Regions from separate parts of the Mus musculus genome. Here regions 1 and 3 are each linked to region 2. The links are chromatin contacts, called in public capture Hi-C maps. All regions are on one chromosome and are shown on one strand. Each heading gives the region's core, a stretch centred on a gene start, on an enhancer-like site or on the middle of the called end of the contact. The rest is flanking DNA. Distances are from core to core; before and after follow the strand shown.

Region 1 (4,383 bases), core at 782-3,281, 920 kb after region 2:
AAAAGAAGAAGAAAAGAAAGAAAAAAGGAAAAAAAGAACCCTGAAATGTATGAAATCCATTTTGTCATCTAAAAGGAGGCACTTCAGTTAGGACATTTTGAACGAATTATTATATTTCTCATGTGCTCTGTCCTTTTGGCCTTCACTTGAATACTGCCGTAATCACCCACAGGCATTCAGTCTGTCGCATCCTGTTGCTTTAAGAGGAAGACAGACGCTTTGCAACACCTGGGCACCACAGTTGACATTTGCAGACACTAAGTGCTAATGCAGAAGATAGGAATTCCTTCCTGTCAGCCTTGCCACATCCGAGTGTGCTGAGAGCCAAGGTTGGCACTTGCAAGGCTTGAAACAAGGGGTGGGTAATCGAAAGTACTTCTATAAAACGTGTGTGTGTGTGTGTGTGTGTGCGCGCATGTGTGCACGAGCGCACATAGTGTATTATGCATATGTGCATATTTGTGTGTATCTTTGTATATGAGTATGTGCAAGTGTGTGCGGGTATGATGTAGACATGGGTGTTTTTATTAGTCTTCACATTATTTTTTTCACTGTCTCTTACTATACCTGGAACCCCATGATTTGGCTGTGCTTCCTGGCACCAAGCACCAGGTCTCGTCCTGTTTCTCCCTCTCCAACAATGGACTTATAGCAGTAGCATACTTCCAGGTTTGGCTTTATATATCGGTGCTGGGGAACCCAAACTCAGATCCTCATGTTGGCACATATAATACTTTACTAACTGGGCCATCTCCTTGCCCTTTAACATTGATTTCTTAAATCATAATTTTCTTAGTCTGACTCGGCTGCCTTTTGTGTGTTGTCAGTCAAATCTTAATGAGTCTGCCTTTGCACCTTGCTGATCTGGGATGTTTATTTACAGACGCGTGTTGAGTGGGAGGAACACACTTGTGACATGTCCTAGGTGTGTATAGGAAAAACCCAATGGTATTCTGGGTACCTAGGAGTGATGCTCTCAGAAGGGAAGCTACTCCCTGGCATTTCTCTAACCACTGAATTGAGTTTGGATGTTTGGGGGTTTGAGACAGTTAGACAACCAACCCTTCATCCCTACTGGTTCTGTATTTATATTTATAACCATTTCCATTAACCATTGGGAAGACTTGTGTATAGCTATAGCTCCTTCAGTTGAATACAGAACTGTCTTTTAAAAGGAAAGTCACGATTCTCTATTGTTATAAAGTTTGCTTGAATAAATGGCCTTCTCCTTTTCTGTAATATTTTACTTTGCTCGTGAGTGATCATAATAATGTATCTCCCTGTATGTCTGGGACTGTTGAATCTCACCAGATCCGAACCCAAATGTTATATGACTCCCCGCCATGCCATCTTCAAGCCCTGTCTTCAGTGAAATGTCTTTGGGAGTCTCTTTCACTCCCTGATGAAATGGCTGTCCAAGGTTGTTTTTCCCAAGGTGCAGGCACAGCACTTGAATTAGCAAAAATGTCCTGCCAGCAGGTGCAGCTCATCGCAGCAGTGCAGCCCTGGCTCAGGTTCCAGTGGCTCAGGTTCCAGGGAGCTGCCGGATTCCTTTTCAAGTGTCCCCTCATTTTCACAAGGTTAGAAACCATAGATTTAGCAATCTCTGGGGGTCAAAGGGAAAAGGGGGAGACAATGAGTCTCATTCATCCTTAGACGCTCTAATGAGTCATGGGGACGGTCTCTTTTCCAGGTTAGAGCTGTGTCTCTCTGGCAGGCTGTAATTATCTGTGAGCTGAGACACGAAGTGATATCAACACACAAAAGCATTTCAGGAATAGGTTTTTTGAAGATGAATCACCCAAGTCCATGTCCTGCTCAGCCTTTTTTTTTTTTTTTTTTTTTTTTTTTCTGAGGGGCTGTCTGGCTCCCTCTGCCTGGCTCCCACTTGATCATGTGACAGCTGTTTGCAGACTAAATGAAAGAAGCCATCATTCAGTGGCAGGAAACCTAATCCTGGACAGGTGCAGTTTGAGTAAAGACTCTGGGCCTGAAGGGCAGGGCCTTTGCAAAGTCCCCAGCTTTTGCAGATGGTGGGTGTGGGAGGAGCAGGATTCGATTCCCACAGTCCCATCTGCGGCCCCTAGACTGTCCTTCCCGGGGAGAGGCCTATCCTTTGTCCAGATATTGCTGAACTTTTGAACCCAAGTACACTCCACAACATTTGGGAGGCTGTGTTCACGCCTCACCCTCAGATAAAGCTGCCGCAAACTGAAGGAAACAGTAGCCAGACCCGTTTTCCTCTTCCTCCAGTGATGTGAGGGAGCTAATTAGAAATCAGCCGTCCAGCCGCTTCCTCCCCTTGTACTTGGGTTCTTTTTTCCCCTAAAAGATGCTTATAGACACGAACAAAGGCCGGATGCCGTATTAGGCCTTCTCATTAAGTGCTCCCTGTCAGATGTGTCTGGTTTACACACCACTTTTTCCTTCTGCCCAGGCCAAATGGGATCCCAATGGGTGTTAGAACCCCTCCCCCCATCAAGTTGTATTTTTCAATGTCTGAAACTGCCCCTCAAAAAAGAAAAAGGAAAACCTGCCACATTGCAGTTTTCTTTGTTCTCAATTACTGATGGCTATTGAGAACTAACTCAGGCGCCAGGTGTGTAGACACCACATTATCACACCTAAATCTTTGCGCACTTGGCAAACACTGAGACTGCCTACACCCTCAGATGAAGCGTTTGTGGGAGAAAACGAACAAATAGCCAGATAGACAGCATTAATAGAGAAATATGGAGAGAAAGGATAAGAATTGAGAGTAGTCTGGGCTAGAACCCAATCTATTTGAAGGAAAGAAATGATTAGGGTGGGAGTGCGGGCATGAAGCATTTGCTAAGCAGTCTACTGCTCTGAATAGATCCCTAAGTTCCTGTGGCTTGGAGATCAAAACTTAGAAATCCACAATTATACCACATAGATTCTCCCTAGTCTATATTTAGTATATAATCTCTACACTTTGGCTACATATGGCCTTGAGCTCCTCTTAAGAGCTAAAAATGCAAGTTGCTGCCGCCCACTCTGTCCCAAATCAGGATGGCACATAATTGCATCAGGGATCTTGCTTTGAGGAAGGAGGTGGAGATCAAGTCATCAGTGGGCAGCTTCCCCTCCCCCCAACCCCCATGAGCACCCTTAGAAGAAGCTCAATATGCAAGATAAATGTATGAATGATGTCTCTGTAAGAATTCATTTATCCCTTCACGACTTCAGTAGACCATCTCGTGGGGGTACTTGAAAGTTGGAGCGAGATTCACACTAGAAGTAAACGCTCATCATGAAATGGACACGAGATGCTAAACAGCAAGAACAGATGGGCTTGACTGTCAGAACTGTCCGAACATCTACTGTCGGAAAGGAAGACAGTAGAAAGCCCAGTGGCTTGCTGATCTCTTTGAACTGGAGTTGGAGGGATTTGAAAGTGAAATGCTTCCGAAGGCACGTGGGTTTGAACACTTGCTCCCCAACTGGTGCCCAGCTATCTTTGGGAAGGCAATAGAACCCTTAGGAGGTGGTGTCTCACTGGAGGAAGTGGGCCGCTGGAAGCTGGGCTTGAGGCTTGATTATCTAAACCTGCTTTCTATTTACTGTTTACATGACTTCAAAGATGCAGTGTGACCATCTGCCTCCCTAAACTGTAAGCCAAGGTAAACCTCTCTGTCCTTAAGGCGCCTTTTGTTGGTCATTTTTGTTATAGAAACAAGAAAGCTAACTAATGGGAGTTACCGTGTAAAAACTCTCAAAACCATAATTTAGGAAAGCATCCATTTGCTGACCCTACCATCTTGGATTCTTTGTGCACAGCTAGGAAGGCATAGAGCGTTGGCAGTAGATTTGAAATGCAGATGGTGACAGGCAGAAGGATTCTGAGGCTGAGGAGGTGATTCAGGGAAGTCATGAACCAAGGAAGTGGCAGGGCTTTGCTAGCACAGACCAAAGGAGCCATGTGGCAATTTGGGGTGGGGTGGTGGGGTGGAGGGGCCTGGCTTTAAATTGATTTATTGAGCACAGTGTGTTGTATCCTGTGTTGTGACACAAGTGTGCAAAGCAAGATTCCCCTCTGAGACAGAATAGAAATCTGTACCACTGCTCAGTGTATTGTAGGGGTTGGGAAGTGGGATGGGAAACTCTGAGCACAATTCTCAAAAGAGCCCAGAAGAGCTTTGGATAGCAGCTGGCTTTGAAGAAACCTTCAAGGGAAGGTAATATCTAAACTGGTGTGCCGAAGGGGGCTAGAGGTTTGTTTGTTTGTTGTTTTTAACATTTTAAACATTTTTCCTTCCCAGGGGTAAAAAAAAATGGAAGAGTGGTAAAGTACCTGGAGAGAGTGTGAAGTGAGAGAGCATGGGTGGGGGGTGGGACGGGATGGAGTAGCAGACAGAGATA
Region 2 (4,606 bases), core at 1,114-3,613:
GAGAGTCTTGGCATTAGTCATTTATTGATGTGTAACAATGTTACTCAAATGTGGCTGTGTCTATGAGTCAGGTATCTGGGTGTTGTACTCTTCAGCCAGCCTGCAGTAAGATGTTTGCAGTAGCTGCCATGCATTTAAGTCTCTTGTAACCAGGAGGAGACTTTCCCAAGTTTTGTGTGTTTTGGAACATGCAGTTCTTTATAGGCTGCTGTGTCAAGGTCCCTAGTCTCTTATTGGAGCTCCACTGGAGGTTACCCGGAGTTCTGTGCAGTGCGGTGCCTACCCTGTGACTGCTTGCTCCTTCAAAGCCATTAATGGAGTGCTTCCTTGGTGGGCAGAAGTTATGGAATCATGCAAAGGACCTCTTCCCACTTTGAAGCACTGTAGTGTCTGAAGCGGTTTTCTGATCCTGCCCAGACTGTAGAGAACAGTTCACATATGGTAGACTTTCTAGCAGGCAGGAAATGGGGGGCTGTTACACTCTTTCCTGAGAGGCCGATACACATAGATTGTCTAGAAGCAATGCCATGGCCCAGTAAATCCTGTTGAATAAATACTCAGTGAAGTGGTGTATTTGCGGTAATAAAAAAGTAAGACATTTTAACTCTTCTACCTGCAGCTTGTGGTTAACTGCTAAATCTGGCTGAATATTTACTTAGATTTCTGCTGCCTTCACACCCCTGCATGCTCCCCAGTTTTCTTCTGATGAGGCTAAAGAGAGCAATTTCTCAATTTTGAGCTCTTGGTGGTATTTGGGACTGTTGTTGGGTTTTCATTATTAATCCTTTCTCTTATGTGTAGCTCTTCTCCTGAGTCTTCTTTTCCACGGTGTCTTTCTATCCCTTTCTTGTGGAATCTTTACTCTTCAAACTTTATAGTCTAGTCACCTTTTTATTCCTCACACACAGGTTAAATGTTCAATAAAGTCTATATGGAATTACTGATTTCAGTGGGCAGGATGGATTTATTTGTACATGATTATAACAGGTTTTTAAACTGAGCCCCTCCGAAGCTTGGGCGCTTATTAAGGGGTGTAAGTGGGTTACTGGTTGGTAAAAGATAGTTACTGGCCTAAGCAGATGCATGCAGAGGGAGAGGGAGTGTTCAGTTGCTTTTATAGGGTTTTGCTGCTCTCTGTCCCTGTCTCTTTGTCTCTCTCTGTATTTCTCTCTGTCTCTGTCTCTCTCTTTATCTCTCTCTGTATTTCTCTCTGTCTCTCTCTTTGTCTCTGCCACCCCCAACCCCCAGCCCTTAGTAATGACACCATGTATCCTTGTGGCTTTCTACCTACTGCCCTGAACATAAGAAACATGTCCTTGTTCCTCTGATAGCTCTGGGCCTGGATGTGTATCACTCAGTGACAGTCTGCATTTACTTTAACACTGTTGCTGTGGCTGGAGAGATGGCTCAGTTGTTTGGAGGGAGCACTTGTTGCTTTCACAGAGGACCTAGGATCAATTCTCAGCATCTTCATATATAGTTCATGTATATTCACATATAGTTCACAGCCATCTTAATTCCAGTTCTTGGGGATCCAATACTCTCTTCTGACCTCCATTGGTATGCACATAGTTAACATATACATATATTCAGGCAAAACATCCATGCATATAAATCTAGAAAGAATCTACAAATGTTGCTGATGATAATAGTACAATAATGGATCACAAATGGCTCCTGTTTGTTGCTATAGGTACTAGCTGGTTATTAGTTGTGACTCAGTGAGACCCTGTTAAATACACTTGGTCAGGCTCCGTCCCAGGCCTCAGCCTTGTGCTCTTACTTTCATGGCAGCTTCCTTGGGTTTGGTTTCCCATTTTGTTTATTGACTTTTGCGGGGTGGGGTGGGGAGGTGAGTTCTTTTGGAACATTTTGTCTTTCCTAACAGCTGGGACCTGAATTGTGTCTGAAAGGGTTCTTGCTCTGGGTCATGATTTCACAACCTTTCAAACAGAATCAGTGTGGAGGTACCGGTGGCAGCCTGTCTGTAGCCTTCTCTCCTTCAGGAGGGAGGCTGGGCTAGGTAGATCTCTTCTTCACACCTGTGGACTCAGCCTACATAGCTAACGGCAGGGAGGGGTGACTACACTGACCTCATGTTCACAGGGACAGAGGCTTCATCACTGAAGCCAGTGTGACAGACATCTTGGGATTTTGTTCTTCAGAGGGAGCAGATCTTAATGGGACTCCGACTTACTAAGTGGTCTTTAGTTTTCCTTCTGAGTTGTCTTGTGAATGTTGCTGCTTTCAGGTGTTTTGAAACTCTGTGGATGTTATAAATGGCATTGTGTGTCTTAGAGGTCAGCTTGGAGTCATGGCTCGTCACGAGCCTCCTCACCGTTTTATTTTTAACCAGCACATGAGTGTCTGACTTTCACGTGCTCTTTCTTGCTTGTGGGCCGCTGCCAGGCCCAGTGTCTTGTTTGGAAGAGATAAATGTCTGGAGGATTTTGTTTTGCTGTGAGATGCATGAGTCACACTTAGCATGAACTCTGTGCTTCCTGCAGACCTCTAATTATTTTGGGTAGTCTACCTACACCTCAACCCCGGGCAGCTGATGTGCTGAAAGTTTGCATCATGTGCCAGTTTGTGAAAGTTCTCATTAGTCACCTGCTCTTTTATGTCCTCCAAAGATAATATGTTTATTTCCTTATTGTGCCAAGTACCAATCCCAGTCAGTATATTCATATACTCATCACCAAACTAGAAAGAAAATGAAGTTTTCTTGTGTTTCGTTTAAAGCTGGCCCTAACCTTACAGTGCTGCCTCAGCCTCTCAGTGCTGGGCTGCCATGTTCTTCCATGCTTGCCTTTTTGCAGAAGGTTTTAACAAGTAGCCCTTTGTAATCTTTGTTGACTATTTTCCTAACAGTAATGAGCATTACCAGAAATGTAGGCTTCACTTGTGTGTTTAACCCTCCAAGACACATAGACTTTTAGGATAGTGGTTTACAGTTAAAAAGAAAAGCAAAATAATACTGGGATCAGCAAGACAACTGAAATAGTTTCTATTATGTTCCCATTAAAGAGCTTGTTAAGCATTATCAAACTTATCTTTATTTCCAATAGGTTATGACATGTAGCGTGTGTAATGGTTGCAGCCATGTGTAGTGGAGCCAGACTGTCTGGTTCACCTACTTAACCAGCTGTGCAATGTTTGCGATATTTGTCAGATTATTTATGTTTCTATGTCTGTTTCATCTTTGGAGAGAATGCCAGTGGCAGCACTTCGCGGGGTGCTTTTAAGGTTTTGGGTAGTGAGTCTTTAGAGTCTGGAACAGTGAGTGCTGTCCGTGCTTCATGTATCATTCTCCATCTGTGATTGGACAGCTTTACACACTTTCAGGTTTGTGTATGTTTATTTATGTGGTGTGTGTGTGTGTGTGTGTGTGTGTGAAGTACACTTACACCAGTATTTATGGAGTCCAGAAGAGAGTATCAGATTCCCTGAATCTGAAATTTCAGGTGATTGTGAACTGCTCAACATTGATGCTGGGAACCAAGTTCAGATCCTGTGGAGGAGCAGTCAGAGCTCTTGATTTGTGAGCTATGTCCCCAGTCCCTACATATGAACACACTCACACATATATGTATCTATATACACATATGTATATGTAAATTGTATATAACTTATAAATATATATTTAAACAAAAATCATCTCTCTTTATGAGATTTCAAGGTAATTGATAGACTTTAATTTTCAAACACTAAATATTCCATGTAGAAGTCAGCTTTCTGTAACACCAAAGAAGTGAGAAATTAAAATGGAGCAGTCATTATCAAGGCCTTTTATGGCATATATTAGTATATGAAACATTAAAAGCTTGTCAGGGTTACATGGAAGATTCAATAATACAGTTCTGGTGGCTGAAGGTGTATTCAGTTAGCTGGTAGAATTCTGGCCTAGCATGCCTGAGGTCCTGGGCTCTACTCGATTTCTGTGACGGCATATGCTTATAATCCCAGCTGTGTGATGGTAGAGACAGGAGATAGCTTAGAGTCTTGGAGGAGGAAAGAGTAATGGTGAGTTGTCCTTGGTTAACCAGATGAGATCCAGAATCTCAGAGAGACAGTTTTGAGTTCAAGAGAGGGGGAAAGACCTACTGTGAATTTGGAGGCATTATCCCATGGGCTGGGGTTGTGGGCTGCATATATAGGAGAGAATGGTTGGGCCCCAGAATTCCCTCTCTGCTTCCTGACTGTGCATGTGATATTTCCGTCCACTTCATTCTCCTGCCCTCACATCTAGAACTTCTTTGATGATGGATTGTGCTCTCAAACCTTGACTCCTTTTCCTTATTTAAAAATATTTGTTTAAAAAAAAAGTTAGCCTGAGCTATGAGATCCAGTTTCAAAAAACAAAACAAGTGTGTCTGCCTGCCTCCTTCCCAGCGTTGTGGCATTCTGCAAGCATTTCCAAGGCTCTGGCTGCAGACATAGACTAGGTGTGTTGGTAGTGCCTTGTCTGTCACATCCCCCCCTCCCCCGGGAGGTTAATTGGAGTCACCTCAGCTGTTCCTTAGACTGCTGATGCACTTACATGCTATTGTTTTTGTTGTCTTTTATTGGGAACATTTCCTTGAACATTTTCTTTGAGTATCAAAAG
Region 3 (4,153 bases), core at 1,138-3,637, 650 kb after region 2:
GGCAGATCGAGCAACCGTGCACTCTTACCCACACCCCTGCAAGCACCCCTACTAACACACTACACTCCTGTGACCAGTACATACAAGCACAAGCTCTTCTTAAAAATCTCTCTGATTCTGTAGAGTTCAGAGCACACCGGAACTTCAGATTGAAACCTGTCCTGTTGCTATCAGTTCTCTCTCGGTTTCTGGTAAGTTTTCCATCTCTCAAGTATGAGAGTCCACTATTTTACATGATAACATTTCTCTCTGAATTGGGAATACCGAAAGCTACCATGAAAACAGATGTTGTCTATCACTGTAGTGACGGCTACAGCAAAAAGAAGCACACACAGTGTACGCATTGGGCTACAGGGAAATGAAAGCACATAGAATTGTTCTATATTAGTTATTCTCTCTTGAAACTCAATATAAACTCCAGGGCTCCTAAAATTACACGAAGGAGTAACTTTCCAGAAGTTTAAAGCTCAATGAGACAGCGGTTACTGTAGAAGGTATTTATTTGTTTACTTATTTATTTATTTTAAAGATTGATTTTGCTAGGCAATGGTGGCATACACCTTTAATCCGAGCAGGCAGAGGCAGATGAATATTTGAGTTCAGCTCCAGCCTGGTTTACAGAGTGAGTTCCTGGACAGTCAGGTATGCACAGAGAAATTTTGTCTCAGAAACAAAAGCAAAAACAAAAACTTAAAGATTGATCTCATTTTTAATATGGGGGGGGGGAGGGAATGTGAATGCTTGGATCTCCCTGTTACTGGCGTTTCAGAAGGCCGAGAGGCACTCTGTAGTGTTGGAAGCCAATCCCAGGTGTTCTGTATGAGCAACAAGTGCTCTTAAGCACTGCGCCACCTCCCCAGCCTCCTGTAGAAGGTCGTTAAAGGGGTGACATCTGTTCAATTCATCTTGTAAAACTGGTAAACCCATAAGTCCCTTGGAAGGAAAGAGGAGGAAGCTAGGAAGCTACCTTTGGAGTTAAGCCTTGATAGTATATCCAGCATATGGACACTTTGTTGTTATTAATTTATTTATTTATTTATTGGTTTTTTGAGACAGGGTTTCTCTGTATAGCCCTGGCTGTCCTGGAACTCACTTTGTAGACCAGGCTGGCCTCGAACTCAGAAATCCGCCTGCCTCTGCCTCCCGAGTGCTAGGATTAAAGGCGTGCACCACCACACCCGGCTGTTATTAAATTTTATGTGTATGGGTGTTTTGCCTGCATGTCTATCTATGCACCACACATAGGCACTCCTGATGTCCTCAGAGACCAGAAGAGAGCACAGGATCCCCTGGGACTAGAGTTACAGATGCCCATGACTTGACACCAGCACGTTGGGAACCAAACCTCAGTCCTCTGGAAGACTAGCTAATGTTCTTAACTGCTGAGCCATCTCTCCAGCCCCTGGACACTTTTATTTTATTATTATTTTTTAATGGAACATTGTAATTAGATAAAATGTCTAACCAGCTCAGTTTTCTTCCTTCTTACAGTGCGTAACACTTCGTCAGCATAATGACTGCATTAGCAGTCATGAGCCACTCTTGAAAAATCCCTATTTAGTAAAACCACATTAAGAGAAATACAGAGTGTATGATGAGCACCCTGATTTAATTTTTACACAGGATTAACATATTGAGCTATCGTAGCTAATTCTAAAGCCGTGTTCTCTCTATTCAGACCTGTAAAATAATCCTCAGGTAATTGGCTGTGCTTTATACGATGCTTCTGGCTTCACTTCCTCTTTGATTTGGGCAAGCAATGGGTCCTAAATGATTCTCTGATTCACAGTCTAAAACACAAAGCCCAATGCTGGAGGAAATTACAGCTCTTTTTTTTTCCCTTCCTTCTTTTCTCTCTCTTTCTCTCTAAAAAGTGGGGCACAGAGCACACTACATCTCCTTCTCCCTGTAACTCCCCACTTGTATTTCCTCCTCAGACTTTACTCTTCCCAGTGAAACTGTTAGCTTGCATCCTGAAGAACTTCACTGGGGGAGGAGAAACAGAGCGACCAGCCTCCCATTTCCAGGACAATCTTGTCTAGATAGTGAGCACCAGAGCAGGCAAACATAAACCGCCTGCAAATAACTCCTCTGCAGCCTTAAGAATACTCCAGTTGCAGCCATTCTCAACCGGTGGGTCCCGACCCCCACAGGGGTTGCAGATCAGATATCCTACATATCAGATCTTTACATTACAATTCATAACAGTAGCTAAAAGTACAGTTATGAAGTCACAACAAAATAATTTTATGGCTGGGGGTCACCACAACCTGAGGAACTGTATTAACGGGGTCACAGCATTAGGAAAGCTGAGAACCACTGCTCCCGGAAGGAAGTTGCTGGGTGCTGTTGAGAAACACATTCCTAAGCAGACTTTACTCCAGTTTACTCAGTGACTCTAAAGAGCCTGAGGGGAACCTGATAACCTCTCCTGATGGAGCAGCCCAGGGAGACGCGGAGGAGGGAAAGGCCTGAGTGACTGACAGATCAGACTAGCAATACACACTTGACTACCAGTCTCCAAGGGCCTCACACATACACGGATCTCCACAACGGACAAAAATCAAGGCTTCTCCAAATCCTGTTTTGAACACCAGGTCATTCTTCGTATAATGGAACAGCACGCAGCTGAGCCCTCCCCTTTCTGGAGCCTGCCTCTAAGCAAAGGCTTCCTGGATTTGCATCCAGGTGCAGCGGGGCCGAGTGTGGTAGGAGCCCATCATCCAAATGCAAATATTTTCTACAAGACCGAAATTCTTTTGCTACTGGACTGTAGAGGCCAGCCTCTAGAAAAATTTGCATGTTGACTGGTAAAAACAGGCCAAGCCTTGCTTTAGAAATGAAGAGACAAAGAGATCATTGCGAAATCAAATCAACAAACAAATGCAATGCAAATAGACTCTATTAACTGTCTACAGAGCATTTCTTAAACAGGCAGAGAAGGGAATTTAGAGTGCAGGAAATGCATCCAACGAAAAAAGATACAAAAAGGAAATGAAGAAAGATTTTTTTTTTTAATGAATTACAACCGGCTTGATAATTACTGGTCCAGCTGGATCATGCACAGCCCAGTGGAAAACAGGCTCTAAGTCACCTCCTGGTGACCTGTGGCAGGAAATGACTCTGTTCCAAAATGGGAACTCTATGAAGGTTGCAGCTTAAGATGCAGTGATAGAGTTGCAGCTCAGGTATATGGGATATGTAGGTGTGCTGCTACTTTTACGGAAACTTGACACATGCTAGAGTCATTTTGGAAGAGGGCACCTCAATTGAGAAGTTGTCCCCATCAGCCTGACCTTCTGCAGAGCCTGTGGTCCATTTTCTTGATTGACAGAGGAGGTCCCAGGCCGTTGTGGGTGATGTCACCCCTAGGTTGAAGCAGGCAATGCAAGCCATGGCCAGCAAGCCAGTAAGCAGCACTCCAACCATGGCCTCAACATCAGTTCCTGCCTCCAAGTTCCTGCCCTGCTTGAATTCCTGCCCTGATTCCCCTCAATGGTGGACTGTTACCTGAAAGTGTACGATGAAATAAACCCTTTCCTCCTCAACTTGACTTTGGCCTTGGTGTTTTGTCACAGAAATAGAAAACCTAACTAAGACAGCAAGATAATATTAGAAACAAAAAATTAAATCTCCAGACAAGTATTTTTAAATTACTTGCTCATATAACACATGAAAATATTTTCTAGGTTACTTAAAAAACAACTGAGCGTGATGGTATACCGTATATTCCACTCTGTGGGAGGCTGAAAGAGGGAATTATGAATTCAAAGGGAATCTGTACTGCACAGCAAACAAAAACTTCTCTCAAAGAAACAGGAGAGAAGGGAGAGGAGGAGGGAGAGGAGGAGGGAGGGAGGGAGGGAGGGAGGAAGGGAGGAAGGGAGGGAGGGAAGGAGGGAGGGGAGAAAAACAAGAGCTGGTGAGATGGCTCAGGTAATAAATTGCTTGAAGCACAAACTTGGAGACCCGAGTTCAGATCCCTAGAGCCCACATAAAAAAATGGGCATGGTGGCCTTAATCCTTTCGCTGTAGAGACAAAGACTGTAGGACCCCAGCCAGCCTAAATAGACAGTTCCAGATTCAGTGAGAGACACTGCCTCAGAAAGTAAGGTGGAGGGGGATGGAAGAAGGCACCAGCATCAGTCTTTGG

What was found. Capture Hi-C pulls out chosen DNA fragments and counts their contacts.
Region 1: a contact with region 2 is called in a capture Hi-C map of embryonic stem cells, with 2.5 times the contacts expected there. The contact joins two enhancer-like sites. A contact is called at or near these places in 1 of 115 datasets of contacts at active chromatin or transcription factors (differentiating embryonic stem cells) and 1 of 9 other capture datasets (embryonic stem cells).
Region 3: a contact with region 2 is called in a capture Hi-C map of embryonic stem cells, with 2.8 times the contacts expected there. The contact joins two enhancer-like sites. A contact is called at or near these places in 1 of 15 datasets of contacts at CTCF or cohesin (the NIH/3T3 cell line), 2 of 115 datasets of contacts at active chromatin or transcription factors (cardiomyocytes and embryonic basal ganglia) and 1 of 9 other capture datasets (embryonic stem cells).

Annotation. Positions count from the first base shown.
Region 1 is chr13:28,716,274-28,720,656 of GRCm38.p6, reverse strand. The region is part of intron 3 of 2610307P16Rik (RIKEN cDNA 2610307P16 gene); the gene reads left to right. Among named protein-coding and RNA genes, the nearest start is that of Mir6368, 7.6 kb to the right of the region's middle. RefSeq lists an enhancer at 1,216-3,011. Within about 2 kb of position 2,031, at least 92 of the 459 cell types and tissues checked have an H3K27ac peak or open chromatin away from gene starts, as enhancers often do. A contact at or near this core is called in embryonic stem cells, where this site is marked.
Region 2 is chr13:29,635,833-29,640,438 of GRCm38.p6, reverse strand. All of the region lies in intron 8 of Cdkal1 (CDK5 regulatory subunit associated protein 1-like 1), which reads left to right. Among named protein-coding and RNA genes, the nearest start is that of Cdkal1, 220 kb to the left of the region's middle. Within about 2 kb of position 2,363, at least 55 of the 459 cell types and tissues checked have an H3K27ac peak or open chromatin away from gene starts, as enhancers often do. A contact at or near this core is called in embryonic stem cells, where this site is marked.
Region 3 is chr13:28,987,500-28,991,652 of GRCm38.p6, reverse strand. No RefSeq gene overlaps it. Among named protein-coding and RNA genes, the nearest start is that of A330102I10Rik, 27 kb to the left of the region's middle. Within about 2 kb of position 2,387, at least 47 of the 459 cell types and tissues checked have an H3K27ac peak or open chromatin away from gene starts, as enhancers often do. A contact at or near this core is called in embryonic stem cells, where this site is marked.